Regions from separate parts of the Sus scrofa genome. Here region 2 is linked to region 1. The links are chromatin contacts, called in public Hi-C maps. All regions are on one chromosome and are shown on one strand. Each heading gives the region's core, a stretch centred on a gene start, on an enhancer-like site or on the middle of the called end of the contact. The rest is flanking DNA. Distances are from core to core; before and after follow the strand shown.

What was found. A called contact is a pair of places that touch in the nucleus more often than the background predicts.
Region 2: a Hi-C map of embryonic fibroblasts shows a contact between it and region 1, with 1.5 times the contacts expected there. The contact joins the promoter of RPL32 here to the promoter of CAND2 in region 1. A contact is called at or near these places in 1 of 47 Hi-C or Micro-C datasets (embryonic fibroblasts) and 1 of 2 datasets of contacts at active chromatin or transcription factors (skeletal muscle).

The regions. Positions count from the first base shown.
Region 1 is chr13:68,756,308-68,762,907 of Sscrofa11.1, reverse strand. It overlaps CAND2 (cullin-associated NEDD8-dissociated protein 2), which reads right to left and starts at 4,169. Exons shown (of 15, transcript XM_021069357.1): 1 at 4,007-4,169. The coding sequence starts at 4,074.
Region 2 is chr13:68,790,500-68,796,591 of Sscrofa11.1, reverse strand. It overlaps RPL32 (ribosomal protein L32), which reads left to right and starts at 3,414. Exons shown (of 5, transcript NM_001001636.1): 1 at 3,414-3,434; 2 at 4,634-4,734; 3 at 5,307-5,488. The coding sequence starts at 4,639. EFCAB12 (EF-hand calcium binding domain 12) reads left to right here. Exons shown (of 9, transcript NM_001243853.1): 8 at 872-931; 9 at 1,615-2,103. The coding sequence ends at 1,873.

The DNA.
Region 1 (6,600 bases), core at 2,920-5,419:
ACTGGATCCTTTAACCCAATGTGCCAGGTCAGGGATCGAACCTGCAGAGGTGCTGCCGATCCATTGCGCCAGAGCAGGAACTCCAAAATTTGCATTTCTAGCAAGTTTCTTCTGTAGGGACACACTCTCCAGGTTCTCCCCAGGCCCATGGCACCCATTTGTTGGCTCCCGCAGGCACGTAAGAACAGCAAGGAGATGCCATGAGGTCCAGCTCAGAGCACAGCAGCCTCAGAGAAAGCATCTGGCCTTTGCAAACCCATCAGGCCACTCTGCCTCCTCACACCAGCCTTGCTTTCTAGCTTGAGCAAGTCCACCAAGAACCCCCCACACACACCCAAGCCTCCTATGGTAAAATCGGCCACAGTAGGATTCCAGCCTCACCTTTGCAGGACTGCTGCTAGATGTCACAGTGGCTCCCAGGGCCCTGCAGGGAGGGCCCCTGTCGATGTCATAGCTATTTATTTTGAACAGCTGGGATAAGCCTCAAGCTGCCTAGAGAAGGCAGCTGGGTTCAAAGCAAGGAGGGGATGGCAGGGCACACTATGCCTACCTCTGAGCCTGGCCACTGCAGAAGCAGCCAAGGTAAGGTGAAGGAAGCAAACTGGTTCTGAGCCAGAACAGGACTGGGGTAGGCACACAAACTCCTAAGACTGTCCAGCTGAGACAATGTTCAGAGAAGGCAGGCAGGGTCCTGAAGCTGTGTTTCTGCTGCAGTTCAGGGAGACTCAGCCCAGCCAGGCAATCCAAGGGATGTGCTCCTTTGCCCAAGACAGGCCTCCTGCCCTCCTCTTTCTTCTCCACCTACAGAACTCCTATTCATCTGTCAAGGGCCCAGCTCAAATGTCCCATTCTCAGAGAAGACTCCTCTGACCACCCTGCCTTATTCCTCACCTGCACACTCTAAGCACACTCGGTTCCCCTGGGGAGGGCCCTCTCCATCATAGCATCTCACAGTGCACTGCAAGCCTGATCACCAGTGTCTCCCCCATTAAACCGTGAACTCACAGAGGTCAGTTCAACTCTGGGACTCCAGGCCCAGCAAACAACAGGTTCAAAGAGGGCCCGATGAGGCAAGCTGAGGACAGGAGGAGAGGGAAGGTCAAAGCTAGCCCCTAACAGGGCTCAGGGCCAAACTGCTGTGTGGAAATCCAAACTCAGAAGCCAATCCTTCTGAAATAGGCCTCAGTGTTCAGATACCCCAAGTTCCTGCAAACAGGAACTCTGAGATACTCACAACTCTCTGAGATGCATATGTGTGTGGAGGTGGTAAAAGCAGGGTATACAGGATTATATATCACTTGGTAGATAAGAGCTTGGGCACTGAAGTTTGGCTTTAAGTAAATATACGGGCCCTGCCACTTATCACCTGGGTGACCTTGAGCAATTAACTTCTCTCTCAGCCTCAATTTTTCCATTTATAAAAGGGGAATTTTCTTTGCCCCAATTCATAACATCCTTGGGAGGTTTCAATAAGACAACCAGCTTTTAGCATGAGGTAGATGAGGAAACTAGACCCCTAGAGGTTGTGAGAACCACCCAGGACCGCACAGCAAGTTGGGAAGAGAATCAGCCCACCAGTCAGGTCTCCTGGCTCCTCAACCCATGTTAACCAATATGACTGTATTTTCAAGAAATGATGTGGGAGGAGGTCCCCCTGCAGTGCAATAGGATTGGTGGCATCTCTGGGGCACTGAGACGCAGGTTCAATCCCTGGCTCGGCAGAATGGATTAAAGGATCCAGTGTTGCTGCAGCTACAGCACAGGTTGCAAGTGCAGCTTGCATCTGATCCCTAGCATGAGAATTCCAAATCTGCAGGGGGGCCAGAAAAGAAATGATGTGGAAATTCCTGCAAGACCCCTCAGTTGGAGTCTGAGTAGGAACAGAGTCACCCCCTGGCCACAGAGTCGGGGCCTAGGGACAACAGGGATCAAAAACTTCTTCTACCTGCCTGGGACCCCCACTTGCAGTCACCAGCCACCTCCAGAAGCCACAGGACACAGTAACACAGTCTCAGTTTCATTCCAGAGAAACCCTAGAGGCAATTCAGCTAAACATTCAGCCACATGGGTGCCTGGACAGCTGGTCAGCAGGACCCAGCTCCCATGGTATTTAGACTTTAAAAATAGACACCATCCTCATATGCTTGGGGTGGTTTTAAGTGTTCTCAGGGCCGCTGGCAGAGCAGCCTGAAAAGGCTTCTCAGGCTCTAGTTGGAGGCCAGTTCCCCCTCCTGGAGCTTGGACTTGAGGCCCTAGACAGTGGTGCAGATCTCATTGTCGGCCACTGGCCGGCTGTGTGACCTTGGGCAAGTCACATCACCTCTCCAGGCCTTTGGAGAATAGGAAGAACAGTCACTACTACCCAGGAGGACTGAATGAGATTACAGTGGACTGCAGGGAATCTGGACATGGAAAACATTCACTGAGCACCTACTGTGTACCCAGAACAGGCTCTGGGACCCAAAAAGAGAGCACATGGTCCAGTGGTCCAGGTGCTTAGTCTCCCTGGCTTAAGAAGTGATACAGCAGAAATACAGGGCGGGGAGGTGCTTTACCCTGCCTGGGTATCAGGAGGCATCTCAAAGAGGTGACAACTGAGTAGGACCCAGTCAGGTGAAGTGGGGAAATGAAGAGGCAGACAAAGAACATCCAGATAAAGGCCCAGAGTGGGGAGAGGGCTGGCAGATTTGATTTCTGATGTGTGTAGAATTACAACAATGACCAACTATTAAGTGCTTACCTGGGGCCAGCCTCTAATCTAAGCATCCCACATGTATTAACTCATTTACATCTTTACACCAGCATCGGGGTGGGTTCTGTTATCATACTCATTTTATAGAAACAGAAGCTAAGGCTCAAAGGGATTAAGCAGCTTGTCCAGAGTCACACAGCCAGTAAGTGGTTGCAGGCAGAATCTGAACTCAGGACTGTGACTCAGAGGCTCTACTAAAGTGGGGGCTCTTGAGGGGTGCTGAGGAATGAGTTGCAGAAGGCAGGGGTCCAAACAGGAAAGTAGGACCTGGATCTCCTCACCTGTCAGATGGCCTTGCTAAGATCTCAGTCTCTGTGTTAGACTGACCTGGATGTAGACTCCGTTTCTTCACTTACTTGTTTTCTGAGTACACCTGGGCCCTTTAGCCCCTGAGCCTCACTCTCCCTGTCTGTAAAATAGGGATAAAGTGGCAGAATATTCAATGGGTGGGCGTGTCATCTATGTTATGTCTGAGGATTTCTTTTAGCTTAGAGGGTCCAGAACCGGCTGTGTGACCATGGGTAAAGCCTTTCCCCTCTCTGGGCCTTAGTTTCCAGAGGAGGAGGAGGCTGGACCAGAAAGGGAGTGGCCTACAAAACCTGGAAGCCCCACCCCAACCAGCACCTACCTGGGTCTGCAAAGCCACCCCGCCCAACCCCCTCCCTCAAGCGGTTCAGAGCAAACTAAAGAGGGGAGAGAATGGGAAGTGCAGGGAGGAGGCCTGGGATGATTTTGAGGAAAAGAGAGCAGAGCTGAGGGTACGATGACAAAGTCAGCCCTGGGGGCTGAGGTTCCAGGAAGGTAGGGGGTTTCAATGCGGAGAAGCGGCAGCAGTCGCTGGGATCCTCGAGGACAGGCCGAGGGCTCCAGTGCGGGTTGCGGTGAAGGGCCTGGACCCATCCACTGCGGGGAGAGATGCGGGCTGGGCACAACTGAAGAGCGGAGAGGCTGAGGAAGGGTGCAGAGGGGCGAGCTGCGGCTCTGATGCGGGACGGGAGGCAGGGGCTGAAGTTTGCACGGTGGGAGACGCAGCTGGAGTGGAGTCACGGAGAGGGCAGGGCGGCCATGTGCGGGCCAGGGGCCGGGGACACCGAGGCGGGGAGGGGGCGCCTGGAGAAGCGGGGAGAGGAGAGCCTGACGCGGGGAGAAGAGGCAGGGGCTGCAGAGTCCTGGGGCCGGGCCGGCGCTTGGGGAAGGGAAGGCGGGGGGTTTCGGAGCAGGGCGGAGAGGCGGGGGCCGAGCAGCAGGACGCACCTGAAGTCCTTGTCGCTGGATGTCATCTTCTCCAGGAGGCTGGAGATGTGGAAAGCGGCGGTGCTCATGGTGGCTGCGCCGCGGGGCCGCCGGCGGGAGAGAATATGGCGGCGCGAGGCCCCCTCCCCCGCCGCGCGCGGGCTGCGCTCGGCGGCCAGAAATAGCAGCCCCCGCCCCGCCCAGCGCGCCGCGCTCGCCTTGGCCTTGGCCGCCGCTGCGGGAGGCGGAAGGGGCCCGCGAGGGGCTCCGCGGTCTCTCCGGGCGCCAGCCGCTGTCCGGGCCCCGGCGGACGGCCCATCACCGGCTTGCACACTCCCACAGACGGGGAGCTCACCACCTCTCAACTGACACCTCTGCCCTATTCCTGTGCGTCCCTTCGGCTCTGCTCAGGAGACACAGGCACGGTACCAGAGAGTCTCGGGTTCGAACCCCAGATGCGTCTGTGAAGCCTTGGCCAACTACTTGACTTCTCTAATCCTCAGCTTTCTCATTGGTAGCCATTCAGAAAAAGGGAGCTGCTCGTGTAAGTCTAGCCAACCAAAGCACTTCCACCCCCACCTGCTCCCCATCCTGGCCTACCCCAGAGCCAGACAGGATATGGAGTGTAGTCTGCCGCTCCAGGCCTCCTGCCTGCCACTCTCAACCCTCAGGCCATCGCGGTCTGTTTCTTCCCTTGAGGAAGAAATGCCCAGAGAGGCAAAGGGACTTGCTGCAAGTCACACAGCCCATGAGTTCAGGATGGAATCAGGACTGACCCCAGAGTGGGCAACAATCCTTACATGACCCTGCCCACAGTTTCTCTGAAGGTATGTACAAGCTCAGGGTGGAAGGATCTGTGGGAGGACAAGGAGAGTGGCAGAACTTTCCTGAATAGCCAGGAGGCTGCTCATCCTTGGGAGAGGGAGTAGCACACACAAGACAACCCAGGGTTCAAATCCCTGCAGGGTTGCTTCCTGACTGTGTGGTCTTGGGATAATGATCCAACCTCTCCCAGCTATGTTCTTCTCGCCCATTATATGGGGATAAAAGAAATCTTTATAATATGCTTCTTGGGTATCTGTTGCTGTGGGTTCCTGGGTTAAAGCAGCACTGCCCAACAGAACTTTCTGTAATGTGGGAAATATTCTGCATCTGCACTGCCCATGATGGTGGCCATGGCTTACAGGTGGATATTGAGCACTTGAAATGTGACTAGTGTGACCAAGGTACCAAATTCTTAATTCTGTTTACTTGTAATCAATTTTAAATAGGCACCTATGGCTATTGGCTACCATAGTGGACAATGCAGAAAGTAGGGACACAGCAGGGAACTAGAAATCCACAGCCCTTGCCCCTTTGGGCCCAATTATATAAGGAAAATAAGAGCTATACAGAAAACAAAAGCAGGTGAGGGCAAAGATAGAAAGTTCCTGGGTATGGAGGGGCAACTTTAGCCAAGGTGGTCAGGGAGGGACTTTTTTTTCCTCCCCTCTTTTTCTTTCTTTTCTTTCTTTCTTTTTTTTTTTTTTTTTTAGGTCTTTTGTCTATTTAGGGCTGCACCCTAGGCATATGGAAGTTCCCAGGCTAGGGTCAAATGGGAGCTACAGCTGCCAGCCTACACCACACACACAGCAACACCAGATCTGAGCCGAGTCTTCGACCTACACCATAGCTCATGGCAACGCCGGATCCTTAACCCACTGAGCGAAGCCAAGAATCAAACCCGCATCCTCATAGATACTAGTTGGGTTTGTTAACCACTGAACCACACAAGGGGAACTCCCCCCTCTTTTTCTTTTTTGACCACCACACAGCATATGGAGTTCCTGGGCCAGGGATCAGATCTGAGCTGCAGTTGTGTCCAACACTGCAGCTGTGGCAACGCCAGATCCTTAAGCCACTGTGCGGGCTAGGGATCGAATTTGTGTCCTAGCACCCTAGGGATGCCACTGATCCCATTATGCTACAGCAGGAACTCCAGGGAGGGCCTTTTTTAAAGGAAGAGACATTTCGGGCTAAAATCTGAACAGATGAAAGGAGGCAGCTGGGCAAAGATTTGTAAGAAGAGTTCCTCAGAGGGACCAGCAAGTGCAAAGGTCCTAAGGTGGGAACAAACTTGATGTACTTAAGAAAAGGCAATAGCTGGAGTGTGGTCGAAGGGGTGAGGTCCCAGAGGTGGGCGGAAGCCAGACCATTCAGAGCCTTTCAGGCCAAGGTGAGGAGTTAGGATTTTATGTCAAAACTCTAAGGAGCCTCTAGAGGACATTAAGCAAGGAGGTGACATGATTGGTGTTTCGGAAAGACCCTTCTGGCTGCTGAGCAGTCCTGTAGTCAAGAAGGATGGGGTTGCATTAGGGGAGTGGTGGTGAAGGTGGGAAGAAGTGGACAGATTCGGATATATTATAGAAATAGAATAAATAATGACACAGCTACTTTGGAAAACAGTGTGGCAGTTTCTTACACTTAACATGTGACCAGCAATTACATTCATAGGCATTTAGCCAAGAAAAATGAAAACATACATTGACACTAATACTTGCACATAAATGTTCATAGCAACTTTATTATAATCATCAAAAACAGGAAACAAATCAAATGTCCATCCACTGGTGAAT
Region 2 (6,092 bases), core at 2,165-4,664, 34 kb before region 1:
AGCCTCGGCGTGTTCATCTATGAAATGGGTGAGGACTGAGGAGAAATGCATGTAAACTTCTCAGCAGCTCACATGAGTTGTGATTGTTGTTGTCCACTGCCCTGTCAGGGCGTTCTCAAGTGCAGGAGTGGGCTAGGTCTGCAGGTGGGGCTGCCCACAGCCCTGGCTGCAAAGAGCTGAGTGCAAGCCCGGCAGGTCACAGTGGCCTAGAGGGTCCTTTCTGACCCACTAGTGACTGCCTTCCAGCCCCTGGCTGGCTGCCACCATTCCTGAGCCATGAACCTAGGGAACCTGAGAACATGACTTTCGTCCTCTTTAATAGGCCACAGTTATAAAGGACAAAAGCCCCTGGGGACAGGGATGGACAGGTTTCCCTGGCTTCTTAGGGTGTGTTGTGAAGGATTCTGAGCCCAGATGCAGGCTGCCTGGGAAGAGAGCCATGGACGACTAGGTGATGTCTGCCAGGCCCGAGATTTGGGGCTTTGGCTTTCACCACCCTTGTCCTCAAGACTGGATTCGGCTCTGGTGGCACGTGGGAGTCAGGGGCCCCAGAAGGATTCAGATTACTGAGCACATCTCCTAACCACCTGGGAGGGCTCCGTGCAGGGAGGTTCCACCAGGGCAGTGACTCACCCCAAGCCACCCAGCCGGCCAGGCTACCAGACCAGGGCTGTCATCCCGTCTGCCTGACCAACGGGGCCCAGGTCTAGTCACCCCAGGCTACTGTGTGCCCTCCTGGAGCATGGGGGAAAGAGTCAGGGCTCTGGTCTGGACTCAGAGTTGGGTCCCCTGCTGCCCTGACCTGGCCCCCAAGGCCCCATTAACCGGGAGTGCCCCCTCCTGACAAGATGCCTCTCTCTCTCTTATCCAGTAGGAAAATGCCAACAAAAAACAAGAAAATACACTTCAAGGAGTTTGAGGAATTCACCAGGTCTGTAACAATCATCCGCCTCTGGAAGGGGGTGGGTGGGAGGGAGGTGCCCAAGACTTGCAGGGTCAAGGGGACACGTGGTAGTACAGCGTCTGGGACTCAGTGCCCAGGATCTGAGTGGCAGTAAGATGACAGAGTGCCCAGAGTGCCAGGCAGACACTGTTCTGCATGTTTGCCGTGTATTAACTCACATAAATCCTCTCAACAACCCTAGGAGGTTACTCTTGGCATACCCACTTTATAGAAGAGGAAACTGAGGCATTTTATAGAAGAGGAAACTGAGGGAAGTTTAACTATCTTGCTCAAAGTCATGCATCTATTAAATGGTGGAACAGGGATATGGACTGGCTCCAGAGGCTGCACTGTGAACAGCACATGAAAAGGCCTCTCCAGAGCAGATGGTATGGTCTTAAGAGTCTAGGTTTAGAAGCAGCAAACTGGCAGTCAAACCTGTGCCCTGCCACTTGCTGGCCGTGTGGCTTTGGGGAAATGATCTGGCCTCTCTGGGCCTCTGAGTCCTCACTGGTGAGGCAGATGGGACAACAGAGCCTTCCATGTGACACTGATGGGAGGACTGAGTACAAGTACCTAGCACAGTGCTGCACCTCCACTGCTCACAGTGGGCGGGCTCTGCTGCCCCCTTGCCATATGAATGACCATCCCCTTGTCTTCCCACTCTCCAGAAAGCTGAAGGAAAAGAGGCCTAGTGGTCCTCAGCGAACTCATCCCAATTTCTTCTGGCCGGGTCACCTCCTGGACAAGCTGCAGCTCTACCTACCCACCATGACCGTGGACCGCAGCCTGGCACTGTTCAGTTGTGTCCGACGCACGCCCCAAGCCTACTCAGTCACCTACCACCCGAACCACTGGTGGCCCATTAAAGCCATGAACTACATGACCTGTGCCTACTACGATGCCCCTGAGATCTATCACATCAACTAGGTGTTGCCAAACCTAGCCAACCTTGGGGCCACAGCCAGAGCAGTCAGCAGCCCAGGGCCAAAGACGCGGGAGAATATTAGAGAGCCGGACGGGAGAAACTGTTCCAGTGGGAAGTCATCCCAAAGTGTCCAGGGTCTCAGAGGGCAGATGAGTCCAGGGAAAGTTGTGGTTGTTATTTCCCTCTCCTGACCTTTGTTCTTTTGAAATAAAGCAGGATGGAGTTGCTGTGATCCAGCTGATGTGACTTCTTGCTTAGGAGCTGTGGCCAGAGGGGTGTTGGAAAGCTGAGGTCCTGAGCCTCTTATCTTGGGTCTCGGTGCCTACTGGGAAGCAGCAGGCAGTGTGGTGCCCCTGTGCCCCCCTCAAATAAGTAGCAGCAAGTCTCTCATCCTGCAAGGTCTAAGCCATTTGGGTCATTCTTCTAAATTTCTTAGGCCTTCACAACTGCAAGAATGCCCAATTGTTCATGACTGGTCACCCGCTTCACTCACCTGACCCTGTCAAGACCTTCTCCTTCATGGCACACACCATGTGGGCTGCTGTTAGCACAGTGCCTTCCTGCCTGGAACCCCAGCTGACTCCTTCAGCCCCCAGGACCAGCAGGATTCCCCAGGTGGTGAGCTGTGTGACCTTGGACCAGACCTTCACTTCACATTTCACGGTTCACTTTTCTGGGTCTCCTCACACTCCCCTCCACAGTCAAAATGTCAGGGAGGAGTTGTCAACACTCACTCCCTTCCCTTCTCACCCATCACTCAGTCGACAACACAATCCCCTTCAGCTTTGGTCTCCAGCTGGCCTGGAACTTCTCTACCTCAGGTCACTGATGACATGATAACCCTATCATGTTCGGATTGTGGAATCAAGGGGCTTCTTTTCTCTGAAATTTGATTTTCACAGCAATCTTAAAAACAAAAGCTAAAACGAAGCAAGCCAAGAACAACAATTAAAAACTAGACAGTTTAGCCTTATGGTCAGAAGTGTGGTTTTTGGAGTAAAAACTCCAAACTTCACTCTCTACACTTGTAAAATGGGGAAATTGATAGAACTACCTTCACAGAACTGTGAGAAGCCCATTGAATGAGAGCTGTTACACAGTCTATTTGCTCTTTAAATTCACGTGGGGGAATTCCGCAGTCACTGTTTTATTCCCTCCAGGCCACTAAGAGGCGCACGTCGAAAGAAAAAACGTGGGCGGAAATAATCTAAAAACTGGATAATCCTGCGGAGGGCGGCTTCAGTTCCTGGCGGAAGTGGCTCCTCCTCGCCAGGTCTTAGAAGCTCAAAAAGAATTCCAAATTTTTACGTTGTCCCATCAGCAGGCACGAAAATTTTCAGAGATACTCCTAGATATTAATGTCTAGGAAAACACAGGTGGCTCTCGACGTTTTTTCAGAATTATTCCTCTGACGTGTCTTTAGTTTCTTTGAAAGACCAATAGCCGGAAGTGCTCCTCTTTTCCCTGCCGGGACCCAGAGGTGAAGTCCCATCAGCCCCCGCGCGCACCCTTCCCTCTCTTCCTCGGCGCTGCCTTACGGAGGTGGCAGCCATCGCCCGCCTGGTGAGTGTTAATCGTTGGCCATCCGCATTTCTGTGGTGTCCATCTGGCTCCATCGTGCCCTGTTAAGGAGGCCTAACCTTCCGAGCGGTCGTCTGGGTGGGCATTGTCCTTGTCGGTCGGTTGGAGCGCGTACAAAGAACAGAGCGAAGCGGCCTGGCGGTGATGGCGGCTCCCTTCGCAGGGCTCCCTTGCCTCCTACGGAGGCCACCTGGGGTCAGTTACGAACAGCTTGTATGAGCACTGGGGACGCCGCGCGCTAAGGAGTTCCTGGGGGTCGCGGAGCGATGAGTGATTCAGGCCTAACGGCTCTGAGCTCAAGTTATCGCCTCGCCCCCTCAGCGATGTCTGCCTACCTGTGTTTGTCTGAATCCTCATCTCGGCGCTCGCTTCTCTCCAGTTTCTGGCCTTGGGGTTGCTGCGGTGGGGGGGATCAGCAAAAGCAAAACAAAACGCGACTGCGAGTCGACTTGTTCAGTTAACCGAAATTTTGGTGTCGGGTCGGGATGTCTGGGAATGTTGGACTGCGTTTTGTCTTTTGAGGAGACCATTGGGGGCAGGAGGTCGTTCGTTTTCTGGACAAATTGAGTCCCAGCTCTGTGCTGGGCAAAGATATTGATGAACGTGAACAGAGAGAAAGTGTGCTACAGTAGTAAAAATAGGGTAGCGGGAAGGCCTTGAGGAAGGTGACATTTTAAGGTGATGACCAGGTGTGTTCCAAGGCCTCCAGGCACTTTAGAAGAACCTCACAGTTTTGGGGTGTCCTTTGAGTGTTAGCAGCCTCCTAGGGTAATTACAGGTTTCTTGGTCCCGGCACTGCAAGTGTTGAATGTGCAATATCTGCATCTTACAGTGAGGAAATAGATTTGGGGTCATGTGGATTGCCCCTGGCCTGCAGTTGAGACTCGAATGGGACTTACTGCTTCTCTACAGATTTACCCTTTGCTGTTGGTTTTAGGCATTATTTCTTAGCTTTTGAGTGGGTGAGGTGACCCCTTACCTCCCAGGATCGCATCTGGAGAATGGCTAGTATTCTGCCAGCTTCGGAGTCGGGAGGGACAGCAAGCCTGGCAGAGGTACCCATTCCATTCCTAGCTTGCTTGGTAGCTGGTGATTGGAAGACACTCTGCAACAGTGTTCAAGCCCCTGCAGGAAAGCCTCCTTCTGAGACTTGTTGACTGGTCTTTTGCCTCTTTCTCTAGGCATCATGGCTGCTCTCAGACCCCTTGTGAAGCCCAAGATCGTCAAAAAGAGGACCAAGAAGTTCATCCGGCACCAGTCAGACCGATATGTCAAAATTAAGGTATATGGCCAGGGATGGGAGTGTCGGGGTGAAGAAAGGCTGTTGGGTTTCTGGGATCCCCACCTCAGAAGATGGTTTTTGGTAGATGAGCTGGTCTGTGTCTGGTGGCAAAGCTCTGTAGCATCCCTAGAGTCCCTGAAGATGCCTTACTGGCACCAGTCTTTTGATGTGTAAATTGAAGTTTAAATGACAGAGAACAGTTGTCTGTTTAGAGGTGCCTGGAGGCTTATATTTGTTACATTTCAGGTGGCCTTATGACAGTGTGCTTCTTTCATAGATGAAAAAAACTGGGTGTGATGCTGAAGCCCATGCTTTTCATCTTTATACACAGTCTCCTCACATTCCTTTGTATGTAGTCTTGCTTCTCCTTTGCTTAGAAGAAATATGAATGTGGGTCTATATTCCTGCTGGTCAAATTTACAAGTCCCTATTTCCCCCCCCCCCCCATACACAAAAGTAGAGAAATCCTGTTACACAAAGGCAGCTCCCATTCAGTACATTTCCTTTTCATCTGGTCCTCTCCAAAAGGAGTTGGCAGGCTTCATGGACACTAACCATGTGTTTTCTTTCAGCGGAACTGGCGGAAACCCAGAGGCATTGACAACAGGGTGCGGAGAAGGTTCAAGGGCCAGATCTTGATGCCCAACATTGGTTATGGGAGCAACAAGAAAACAAAGCACATGCTGCCCAGTGGCTTCCGGAAGTTTCTGGTACACAATGTAAAAGAGCTTGAAGTGCTGCTAATGTGCAACAAGTGAGTTGGGTCCCACCTCTGGGTTCAGGTGTCAGAAGCCTGCCTATGTGTTTCCTCTGGGGGGGATGGTGTCTTGAAAAGTTTAGAGACCCAGGACCTGGATAGTGCATGACTTTCCTTGGCATTGCAGCCCGTCTTGCATCCTCTGGCAGTCATTTTCAGAACATCACTCAGGTGAGGAGGGTGTATCCACAGACCTAAGGGGCACCTTACTCTGGCCACAGGTATCTCCAGAAGGTTACAGGAGTGGAGTTGCTAACTGATTAGGGCTCTGATGTGAGGTGGGGGCAAGGGCAGAGGTTGTACATAGGACAGCTTATACAGTTGTAGGGATGCAAGAGAGCGTGGGGGTTCATAGCATTATTTCAGGTGTTTAGAGAAAGTTCAACACTTGGTGAGCTCTGTGCGTAAGATACTTTTGGTCTGCTTAGGCCCAAACTAGGGCAGTGGGTGAGAAAAGATTTCTCATGGGAAGTGATTAAGACTGTTTCTGTCTGGTTCAGAAAGAATTACCTATAGTAATTGTGGGCACAAGTATCAAAATAAAATCATTATTCACACTTTTGGTTGAGTTTCTCTGGGTCAGAAATTTATTTAACTAGGC